Linked DNA regions of Rattus norvegicus: region 1 is linked to region 2. Evidence: chromatin contacts called from public Hi-C data. All regions are on one chromosome and are shown on one strand. The core of a region is the stretch at or near the end of the contact, and the rest is flanking DNA. Distances in the headings are between cores, read along the strand shown. Region 1 holds the start of Mast4 (microtubule associated serine/threonine kinase family member 4). Region 2 overlaps Mast4 (microtubule associated serine/threonine kinase family member 4).

Region 1 (5,753 bases), core at 1,573-4,072, 120 kb after region 2:
TGCACAGGTGTGTACAAAAGGTCTCTCCTGCTGTCGCTCTTACTCCCATTTAAGAGGTGAGAAAACTTGAGGCCAACAGAAGTCAAGCGTCCTGTGAGCACACTTCGTCAATGTGACAGAACCAGAAGTCAACCCCAGGTATTTCCACGAAAGAGGGTGTTTTCAGTCTTTGGTTTCTGAACCTTCTGGCATGGCAATTTAAAGTATATGCTTTTCCTAAGGAAGTGGGTAAGAGTTTTTGTTAATTCCTCAGAGCCGAAATTCCACAAAAGTCACGATCCCACAACTCCATGCAGTAAACACATCAGCGCCAGTGTGTGTCCGTGAACTTTCACACCCCCACATCAAGTTTTAAGTTTTAACATTTTCTGCTGCTAGGGGGCAGGGAGCCACATGACTTTCTTCAGTTTTGCCTCAAAATTCCCAGGGCAAGTCAAGACTGTACTCCATCATCCTGTGTTAGGCTAGGTCTTGCCACAAATTGTGGACCTGTCCGTTTATATCCAATTTTCAACTTCCAAAAACAATGTCCAAAATCACTAGGCCATCCTACTGGGAGGCACAAAATATGTTTCAATCAACCAACCTTCACTGCCTTGCCTGGGAAATGAGATCTCACTATATCCACTTCGGAGAAAGTAAGACACCGTCACCCAGGGTTGAGGTGATAAATCAGGATCAAGAATGAGAAGTTACCCACTCCCATCCCCCACACCTTCAAGACCTCTTGTGTGCCATGTTAGCTATACAGAATCATTAGATTAGGACAGCCATTTACCCAGAGCCACCAAAAGATGCACCCAGGAGACAGCACTACTCTCCACCATCTCCTAGGATGGGTGTGTTGTTCAGCAAACTCCTGAACTATGACTAAACTCAATCTGGAACTTAGAGCTATCCAAAATTCCAGGTCGGAAACAGCACTTGTGTGGGAATGCACTTAAACTTGAAATTCTCCATTTTTGACTACAGAAGTGAACTCCTGAGGAATGAAACGCACCCAGGTCTCAACTCAGGAGCCGAAGAGTTCTGGAAAGCCAATCTCCAGACGCCTGCCTGAGATCCCTGAAATCCCACAGCCATTCAGAAAGGGGTCAGGGCTACGGCCAGAGACTTGGCCAACCATCAGCCAAGATTCCTTCCATCTTTACTAGGCTGTCACTTGCCTCTGCTAGCCTTGTGTGCACGATGCAGCCCTGAGATTTCCAGGCTGGACACCCAGGGGGCTAAAGCCAGGACCCTAGGCTCTGTTTACTTCTTCTAGGGACAAAGGCAATTGTTTCCTAGCACTAACCCCCGACAGAGACAGGAAAATACCAGTCTGGCACTGTGGAATTAATTTCACACGGAGACTATGCTAGGATCATGTTTTATTTATGGTCCTGTCTGATCAAGACGATTTCTCCCACAAGAAATGTCCAATGCAAACAATCTCAAAGACTTGGAGAATCTTCCTTTCCAAGTCTTCCAAAGTAAGAGGGGAAAAAAAGAAAGAGAAAGAAAGGAAGAAAGAGGGAGAAAGAAAGAGAGAAAGAAAGAAAGAAAGAAACAAACAAACAAACCTAGTGGGTCACAAAAACCCACAGTTTTTAGACGCACAGCCTTCGAAGAAACGAGGCTGGACAAAGTCCTCTGAACAAGATAAGGCACATCCTATCTGGTATGGTGACAGAGCTCCTCTGGACACCAATAGGTCATGCGGGCGGGCTTAGCATGGAGAATCTTCCTCTTCCCCAGGATGAAAGGTGTAAAGACCAAACCACCCACCCTCCAGCGACTCCAGCGTTCTCTGATCTCTGACACTGCAAGATACAATTCCACAGCCACTACTCCCACCAGCGTCAAACGCTCCGGGTCTCCCGCTCCATCTAAGACCTCAGTGCTTAGCGATTCCCATGACTAAGAGTCGGAATCTGAGTTGTGGATTCAAGCCAAGCTTTCAGATCACATCCAATCGCTGAGGACCCATCATCTCAGTGACATTTCCAAAGCACACCGTCGGGTAGCCCAAGTAGATAAGCGTGCGAGGACAAGCACGAGAAGTCAAGGACCCACAGAGTCTCCCGACCGTCACTCTCCCAGGCTGTGGCACCTTTAGTTCCCTCCCCATTCCAAGACACCGGCGCACACGCAACGGGATCTAAGGGGTCCCTACAGTGGGAACCTGGAGGGAGCGGGATAGGATAGACTGAGCCCACCTCTTCATCCTGCTCCTCTTGGGATGCGCTGCTGACCCGGGGTACGGGCAGTACCGCTCCTCCGGGGGGCGGCAGCGGCAGGGTAGGAACTCCACGCTCCAGCACCACGCGCGCGGGAGCCCACGCGGCGGGCAGCCGGGATCCCAGGGCGCCGCCCGGCGGCCGCGGCGGCTGCGACCTGCAGGAGAAGCGGCCGGGCTCCCCTTCCTCCGACAGAGTTTCCGAGCCAGAGGATGACTCCGCTGAGGAAGCGCCCTCGGAGGACACGGCTGCCGCCGGCGAGCCTAGGGTCCGGGTGCCGAGGCCGCTGCAGCCCCGGGGCACGGGCTCCGGCGCCTCGGAAACTTTCTCCCCCATGTCCCTCTTCGGCCCAAAGTGCCGCCCGAGGGGTGGCGGCGCGCTCGGCGCCTCCCGGAGAAGCCCAGGCAGCTCCGCTGTGTCTGGATCGCGCTGCGGCTCCCGAGCTGCGGGGAGCGCCGCCGGCGACTACATGACAGCGGCCGGGCCGCAGGAGCAAGTCGCCAAGTTCACGGCTGCCGGGGCTCGGCTGCTGACATGGACTCCCGCGCGCGGGGCCATGCCCGCCGCGATCGGCGCTCCGCGCTGCGCCCGAGCCTCCGGGACTGCGGCTTCTCCCGCTAAACCTGCCTCCGGGACCGAGCGGAGGAGACGGGCAGCCCGCGGAGCCAATGGCAGCGCAGGCGCGCCGGTGGGCGGAGGCTGCGGAGCCGCTGGCCGCGCGGGCGTCAGGTAGGGGAGGTGGGGCCAGGCGCGGGCCACCCGATCCCGCGGGAGCTCCCGGTGCGCCCGGCAGCCCCACGGCGCGGGACTCGGCAGGGCAGGCGTGGAACCCGCGGACTTAACCCTGGCTGGGACTCCGAACTGGGTGGGGGAGTGGCCGTCTGTCCTTGGGACGAGGGAGGGAGATGGCTGAGTGAGATGAGACCTTGGAGAACCAGACTTTAATCTCCAAAAAGTGAAATCGGGAAAACTGGGCACGGGGCAAACTTCACGTGAAAACCGAAGCGCACGGCCAGTCACGCGCAAACTCACGCTCCCAGCCGTGTGCAGAGAGCGAAGTCCGTGGTGGAGAGAGGGGATCTAAACGCAGCCCATCTCCAACACCTTTTCTGGTTAAACTTCTTGGGCCTCAGTTTCCTCAATTGTAAAGGGAAACATGAACGCTGATGTTGTCTGGTAATAAGGCTACAGCAAAATAAAGTGTCAGCAGAGTTCTCGGCTTGGACACAAGCCAAGGTCTCCAAAGATGATTTTCTGTATTTCTGTTTAGAAACTAAAGTTAAGTCAAAGATACACTCTTGTGACAAAGGAAGAAAACAGCTGATGCTGTTTAGGACCATGCTTATTGATAAGAACGCTCTTAGCATCTCTTGCGGTTCTGCCGCTGGGCTTAAGACACATCCCTCTAACTGGCTTTCTCTAGCCCTGGATAGCCACACCGCGGCGGACCTGGGGCTTCATGTTCCTTTTCTATAAGAACAAGGAAGGAGAAAGATCTTCCACAAAAGCACCCACACAATCACCTTAACCTTTGTAGTGGCTTGGATCTGCTGGGAAGCCAGTGCGGAGTTAGGCAGCGAGAAATAAATGATTCCTACTTGCCTTCAGCTCCAGACCCGTCTGAGCTCCACACCGTGACCCGAGGTATAAATTCAGCCAGCTTCCATTCCACAGACGTTGATTGAGATGTGTGCCAATTGGTTGCAGGGGATACAAAGATGAATACGGCAGGTCCCCTGCCCTTGAGGAGCTTGTGGTCGGGGAAGAGATTGATATTGCATAATACCGCCTCATTATTCATGTTTAAAAGCTCTGGTAAGTGCTACAATGTGCCGTGGGAGGAGAGAGGAAGAATTACAGCGAAGCCATTGCAGATCTTCAAGCCGAGGAGTCCTCCAGATTTTTACATTTCTCTCTGTCAGAACAGCTTTGCCAAGGGTCCTTAAGAAAAAGACTGGAGTTGAAAGCCCCGTTGGCTAATGAGCCCTTTTATACTGCCGAAGTATTTACAAGTGATAATGGGGGCGGGGTGGGGGGTGGCTCATCTAGTCTGGACAGGCGGCTTTGTCCTGAACACTTTCGGACTGCCTCTGAAGAGGGAAGCAGTAGGATGTGACCCTCTGGCTGTGGACAGCTGTCAGAGTTACATTGTGACACTTCAGAATGATCCAAAGGGACAGAAGACCTGCTGAGGTAAAAGGACTTTCAGGAGACTTAGCTAAGTGGTGATGGAGAGGCTGAAGAGCGCACAGTGGGGCGGTCTGAATCCACCCCCTGGGCCTCACAATGACTTCCCTCCTTAGAGTACTGGCCTTTATCTGAGCCCCTATGTGGTTGATTCAGCACAGGGGACTGAAATAAAGATTTAAGCAAGCCATTCACATCAAAGAAGAGGAGGGATTGCCTTCTCAGTTCGGGAAGGGTGCAGCAAGGACATGGTTTGAATCCTAACAGCAAAAAAATGCCACTTCCTAGAGCCCGTGCTCTCCTATGAGAGGCCTCACAGCGTCCTGGAAGGAACCAAATAAAATACTTTAGGGATGAAGGGCTGGTCAAAGGTCACACAGCAAGTGGGCAGTGGCACAGTGGTTGGTACTCTGAAGTCTGTTTTAGAGAATGCCACTCAAAACAGCTTTTTTTTTTTTAAATCAAGGATACACATATGTGACTACTAGACTATAAATGGCCACAGAAAAGGAATATTGTTGCCTTGGTTCATTATGCAAAAAAATATTTTTCCTTTGGTCACAGGTTTTACCCACATTTATATGATACTATGTGCCAGGCAAGGTTTTGAGCACTGTGCAAAAGCTATCATATACTCAATCCTTGTGTTGATCCAATGAGGTGGTAGCAATTTTTTGATCTTGTGTTACATCTGTGAAATACTGAAACCTATGGAACGGAGAAGTTAAACAGCCTAATGTTACACAGCAAGTGTTAGAGCCAAGATTCAATTGAACAGATTTCATGTTCTTAACCCGTCCTATTCAAAGTCAAGCACTCAATAGTATTTAGTAAAATTTCAAACACTGATCCCAAATAAATACATTTTACATTGCAAATCATGGTACACACACACACACACACACACACACACACACTATATATATATACATATATATATATATATATATATATATATATATATATATATATACATGCACCAGGTGCAGATGACAGTTTGTGATCTGATGCCTTTGTAAACAGTACCGCCTGGAATTTTTATTGACTTTTTACCAACTTGTGATTTACTAAGTGGGATTCACAGTCTACTGTAAAGCATGCTCAGTCATCAGGCTTGACCACGTCTGTCTGAGGAGAATGACGACTATAAGAATTTTCAGATAAGAACTGGACAAACTCAATACATGGCTGTCGACAGAAGAGGGTCAGAAGACCAAAGTGGTTCCCTGAAATCACCCCAATTAGACACATAGGCAAATCCTCGGCTATGGATAGACTTCTGGACCCACATCAGTTCACATGTCTAAATCCTGCGATTTACCTATCTGATTAAAAGCTAAGTTTCTT
Region 2 (6,230 bases), core at 642-3,141:
GGGACTTCAGCAAGTAACTACAATGTTAACAGTAAACACAGTGCTGACAGTGACCTTCAATCTAGGACAGGGAAGCTGCACCGTCATATCTCAATAACTGTCTAAACAAGACCTGCCACCTTCAAATGTACAATTAGCGTGTTCTTTAACAAATGGGAGGAGTCAGGTTCCTTTAGGGCTGTGGCTTCTGGTAGGCTGTCTGCACTCCAGTGGCTACCCCTACTCCACACACACTTGGCAGCACTAAGTGAACTGAGCAGTTTTAAAAAGCTAGTGAAATTGGGTGTGAGTGGGAGGGGGTAATAAGAGACTTTGGGGGAGAGGGAATGAGGGCAGATTGGATTGAAACATTATATCCATATATGAAATTCTCACACAATAAATATATTAAAAATTTTAGGGTGTAAAGAAACCAAGGAGTTTGCCATTTCACTTTATATAGCTCAGGATAGTTGTAATGTCACAATTTGAAAAAAGAGCACAAGAAACGATGATCCAATGAATGTATAAGTAGAAATAAAATATTCCTAAAACGGTCAGCAAATCACATGCAGTAAGATGGCATCCTGCAGATGGCAGTTTGAAGAAAAAAGTTATCATTGCTTGTGATAATGAGCTTTGTCAACTGATCCAACCTACGACCAGTTGGAAAGACAGCCTCAGTGAGGAATTATCTACATTAGGTTGGCCTTGAACATGTCTGTGGACAACTATCTTACCTCAGTTGGTTGATACGGGAAGAGTCAGCCCACTGTGGGTGGCACCAATGCCTGGGCAAAGGGTCTTGAACTGTTTAGGAGTGGAAAAGTCCAGCCAAACACAAGGAAGCAAGCATGAATGCATTCACTTCTTCTGCTCTTGAATATCAATGTACTTAGTGTCCTCAGCTCCTGACACTGGCTTCCCTCCTACGACAGACAGTAGCCTGGAATTCTATGTTAAATGAACTCTTCCTTCCCTTAAATTGCATTCTGATTGACAGCTTTAAGGGAGTGTGTCAAGCCTTAGGCCATTTCTTAGAAATGCACTTGCTAGAAGGCAGGGCAGCCATGATAGTGTCATAAAACCCCAGCAGAGTGAGCAGCCATGACAGGTCCCCTTCCTCACACCAAACCAGCCACAGGTATGCTTTGGTATGGACTATGCACGCTGACCAGGTCTTTATGAGGCCTCAGGCTCAGCAGATACTAAAAATGACTTAACTAAAAAGACTGAGAGGCCAGACATAGTAGCAATTGTCTGTCACACCACCACGCAGAGGCTGAGGAAGGGGATCCCAAGGTTAACGCCAGGCTGGGGAACATAGCCTGACTCATTTTAAAAAATACAAAACTGGGGAGGAAGAGTAATCAACCAATAAAATTCAGGAGCTGGGTCAGAGAACTGGAACCTGGTTTAAGGACCTTGGTCGTGACCTTGAAAACGATATAACCAGGGTTGGGGATTTAGCTCCGTGGTACAGCGCTTGCCTAGGAAGCGCAAGGCCCTGGGTTCGGTCCCCAGCTCCGAAAAAAAGAACCAAAAAAAAAAAAAAAAAAAGAAAACGATATAACCCAGGAATGTAATAATGAAAACTTTAAGGCAAGCTTCAGAGAGTATATTTAAAAACTTATCTCTCCAAATATCGCCCCCCCCCCTTCCCTACAGCTTCCTCACAGGGTTGGCTGACTTTAAATACATTTAGTCTGTGTGCTTTGTGTCACATCACTTAAACCCACACATTCTGAGAGTCTCTGGAAGGACTTTTAAAAGCCATACCGGATGTGAACTACTGTACAATGGCCAAGAGCAACAAAACACTGTTCCAGCTGAAATGTCATCCCCGTATGTCCCAGTAAGAGCTCAGGGACAGAGGAGGGTGAACAGCTGCAGGAGGTGGTGGGAACCAAGCCTACGCACACAGTCTCATGGCCTCTTGGCTTCCCTTCGGCACTTAAGCAACACCCTGTTCAACAGGGAATATCGGCCAAAGGATGATTCAAATCATAGCAGGAAGAGAGAGCCATCTAGGAATGGTTTATAAACACGAAATGAGGAGAGATTAGGATCAGCCTCCACAGTACTAAACTGAGGCCCAGGCAGGGGGACACATCAGACTGGAACACTCGGGAGAGCTATTAAATGCTACACAACCTCCCCCAAGGGAGATCACAGCACAGACTCTCAGAGTGGAGAGGGAAATTTGTTTCTGAAGGCTGTTTTCCAACTTGAGGGAAATTGAACTCCATGCTTTGTGATCCCAAGAGGCCGTGCGGCTGAGGCTGCAGTGGGTGTGACCACGTGTCAAAATTAATACATCGGATATGCTACTCACCCACAATGCACTAGAAAAGACTCAGAACTCAAAGCAGCTAAAGGAGGCTTTGCTTTCTGGCTGCGAGCATCTACTGCGATTATGAAATATTAAAATATTCACTTTGTCCTTGGCCTAGGTAAGAAAATCACTTAAAGAGACATTCAAACGACTACAGAAGGAAGCGCTCCCCACCCCCTACATCCTTCAAATACTTAGGAGACAGCTTTCTCTGTGTCTGAATGCCAGCCATTTGTACAGAAGTGAATTCTTTCTCACTAGCTTCCAAATCCAGGCACAGAGAAGACTCTTTTAGTACCTGGCCACATCTCCTAGTCCAGCCTAAGGCTTCAAAGTCCAAGCTCCTCCAGGAAGCAAGAGCATGGTGAGTTCTGGAAACCTCTGCTTTCCTCAGACTTAGTAGTAGTGTACATGTCAGGACATGCCCTGTAGATGTCTTCTTTAGCCGTGACATTCGTTTACTACACTGAGAACCAACTGATAGTTGACCGAGAGAGCCGGATTGTTTACAGTGGCCCCAAAAGCGAAAACAATACTACAACCCATAAAGGCAGCATCCGTTCCGATCGTGCTGCTTTCAGCTACTGCTTAATGATGTCAAGTTGATGGCCCCAAGGAGAGAGATGATGTGAGCGGGTCTGTGGAAGGGTTTGACTCACACTCAACCAAAGAATTATACTACCATATAAATACATTTTAAAACAAAACTGCTTTTACTCAAGCTTTTAAACATGCCCACTGTTGTCTAAATATCACCGATTTCATAACCTACGATATTTAAAAATACACGAACGACCTTTTTTCTTCCCCTCCCGTATTTCCAGTTTCCTTTCCTCTCCGATGTCTATTTTCATCCCACTTCTGCCACAGAATTTTACCCTGATGTAGTAATTTTATGCTTTGAGGTCTTTATTGATCATGGTGTTGTGTTTCTCTGCAACAAAAGTTAGAAAAATTAACCTTTTTATTTCCTATGACCAAACGGTTATAAGTATTGCAAATTTCATGTGAATTTAGCTATCACTGCAACTCTCAGACAATGCAGCTTAACAGACCTTGTAATGACTCGTAAACATACTTTTTCTGGCAATGTATATTTTTTCAATTTGCTAAATAAGGATGTTATCTTTTCTCTAATTGGTTCAAATATCCATGAGTGAGTGAGTTTTCTTTTTTTCAATAGAATAAGGAATGTTCCCACAATAATCTTATCCTTCCCCCTTTTGATGTTAAAATTTCTTACTCATAAAAATAAACTGACAGGCATTGAAGTGTTGTATCACTAGTATTTAATTCTTTGCGGTCCTTACATATCTGCCCCTCAAATTTCAGTGATTAAGTAACAATTTAGATTATCATTTGAACTTGCTGACAAACTTTTCCGAGTCACCTTCAACCTTGTTTTTAAAAGAATTTGATTTGCAAAAAAATTAATTTCCATGTTAATACGTTAATCTCCTTTCTCAACACTGCAAGGGTATTCTGACTGTCCTTGTATCTGGCACCCTCCTCCCTCCAGGAAGAAAACTTTAACTTCTCCTGGCAATCTGGCAAATAATTTGTGCAAAGTAGAGCTGGGCGAGGCAGCACAGGCCTGTAATCCCGCACACTCAGGAGAAGGGAACATAAAGCTCTAAGGTTCAAGGCCTGCCTGGGCTGCAGAACAACTTAGCAATGTCCTCCCACAAAATGTCACTAAAGACAGAGAGGGTGGTGGAGGGATGGTTGAGAGCTCCAGATTACAGGTCTGGGATAGATTGTTTCTTAGCATTTGGGAGGCCCTAGGTTCAATCCACTATCTCTCTGTCTCTCTCTCTCTCTGTGTGTGTCTCTCTCTGTCTCTCTGTCTCTGTCTCTGTCTCTCTCTCTCTCACACACACACACACACATACACACACACACACACACACACACACTCATACTGAGGTTTGATTTGATTTGGGCAAAGTAAAAAATATATATATACACATATACATATACATTACATATATACATACACATATACATTACATATACATATACATACCCCAACGTGTTTAATCCTAGTCAGACCTTTGTTCAGGAATAATGTACATGGATAGGAAAGGGGCACATAAGACCTCTACCTGTACCTAAGGAGCTATTAGCAGCTGATGGCTACTGAGGGAGGGAAGAATTATCTGTACTCAGGGTTAGACTCTCGGGAGGTTAAGCCCCACAACCATACTCACAGGAGCAGTACTTCTGGACTTAATTTTTTAAGGGGTGGATAATTCCATAAACTATAATTAGTAGTGACAATTTAAAATCTATAGCAAAGCACCAGTGTTTTAGAATGACTTTTCTCACCGTTCACTGAGATTCACAGCTCTGGGTCTGGCCATGTGCTTGCCAGAGTGGCTTTGTTATTTTCACTGTACAACATTTTTACTTTCAAACTCTTTACAATGAAATGATTTTGATTTAAAAGGGAATGAGGTTGGGAAAGGAACTTGTTGTGGGTGTACAGGAAGAGTTGAGGGAAAGGCAAACAGATATAATGAAACACACTGTACAAGTTCATGAAAGGCTCAAAAATACTTTTTTTTAAAAAAAGACTGCACAGCAGGTTACAGGACTCAGAATTGATCCATAGCACCCTCCAGGGGCCCAGTACTACTTGTAAAGTCATCATGGACCCCAGGTGACACACAGTCACATTTGTTGACTTCAGGGACCAGGATGCCAGAGGCCTGTCTCTAGGTGAAAGGCACGGATTCACAAAACCAGGGGAGAGAATGGAGGCTAGAAGGAGTCAGTTCTGTACCACAGCAGAATACAGAAGATGCTCAGCAGACATAGGTGGACACCCAACCACTAAGCAATGACTTTCTAGTGGCCTAAACCTAGACCAGAGCAAGCGTGTAGGAGGATAAGAGTGTACGGTCCAGGAAAGACTTAGGGGAGGAGGCAAAAGGCAACAAAAGGGGTGACTGTGAGAAGTTCCCTTTCATCATCTTTAGATTTTGGATTTTTGAAAACAGAGATTTCACTTCCAGTCTGGCTCGGCAGCAGAACAGAGTGAATGCCATCTGGAAGACAAGTACAGGCCAAGGTGACACACAGAACAAGGAAGAAAGACGACTGGATCTGTGAGCCATGCTGTAGGGTGGCCCGAGGCCTGAGCCAGAGGCCAGAACACACAGACTTCCTTCCTGCTATCTTCTTCGACCAGTACAACATTCTTCTTGATTCTGGAATTTTTAAAGCCAGAAAACTCTGTTTTTGTGTTCTCAAGGCAGGAGGAAACTGGTGGGTTAGTTCCAATCACCCAGCCAATACCATGCACAAGCAGGGACAAGATGCTCACGGAGTCACCCAGGCACCAAGGACAAACTAATATGATTTGGGCACACTGGCTTAACTAAAGTGTGTCCCTTCTCCATTAAGTAGCTATGTAAGAGGAGCCAGCTGATCCCTCGTGGTACCTGTAATTCTAGAATTCAAGAAGCTGAGTCAGAGGGTTCAATACACCAGTGACACGAGGAGAGGGAGGAGAAGATGGAGGGAAGGACAGAAGGGGTAAAAGAAAGAAGAGAGTAGGAAGGGAGAGAAAGGAGGAAGGGAAAGAGGAGGATAGAAGAAAGGGGAGGCAGAGAAACAGAGATTTGATAGGAGGCCTCAGTGAAGTATAGCAGAGGCGAATCAGCTATGTAGCTAAGGAGCCAGCCCAGCATAAGAATTGAGGAACTGGCTTCATCTGGACAGGTTGAGTGGGATGCTGGCGCCACCACTGAATTAGCTTTGCATTTCAAGTGCTTTATCGACAAAATGGGGGTGCAGGACTGCTTTCCTTAGGAGGCGATTGTAAGTGCTCAATGCGTTGATATACAAAGTGGGGCATTTTAAGAGCATTAGACACGTGCCGATGTGTCGGTACTAGGATTGTCACCACTCC

Evidence for each region. A called contact is a pair of places that touch in the nucleus more often than the background predicts.
Region 1: a contact with region 2 is called in a Hi-C map of psoas muscle, with 1.9 times the contacts expected there. The contact joins the promoter of Mast4 here to the enhancer-like site in region 2. A contact is called at or near these places in 2 of 12 Hi-C or Micro-C datasets (mammary epithelial cells and psoas muscle).

What each region holds. Positions count from the first base shown.
Region 1 is chr2:36,214,773-36,220,525 of GRCr8, forward strand. It overlaps Mast4 (microtubule associated serine/threonine kinase family member 4), which reads right to left and starts at 2,823. Exons shown (of 29, transcript NM_001421273.1): 1 at 2,199-2,823. The coding sequence starts at 2,555.
Region 2 is chr2:36,095,815-36,102,044 of GRCr8, forward strand. All of the region lies in intron 1 of Mast4 (microtubule associated serine/threonine kinase family member 4), which reads right to left. Among named protein-coding and RNA genes, the nearest start is that of Mast4, 120 kb to the right of the region's middle. Within about 2 kb of position 1,892, at least 28 of the 93 cell types and tissues checked have an H3K27ac peak or open chromatin away from gene starts, as enhancers often do.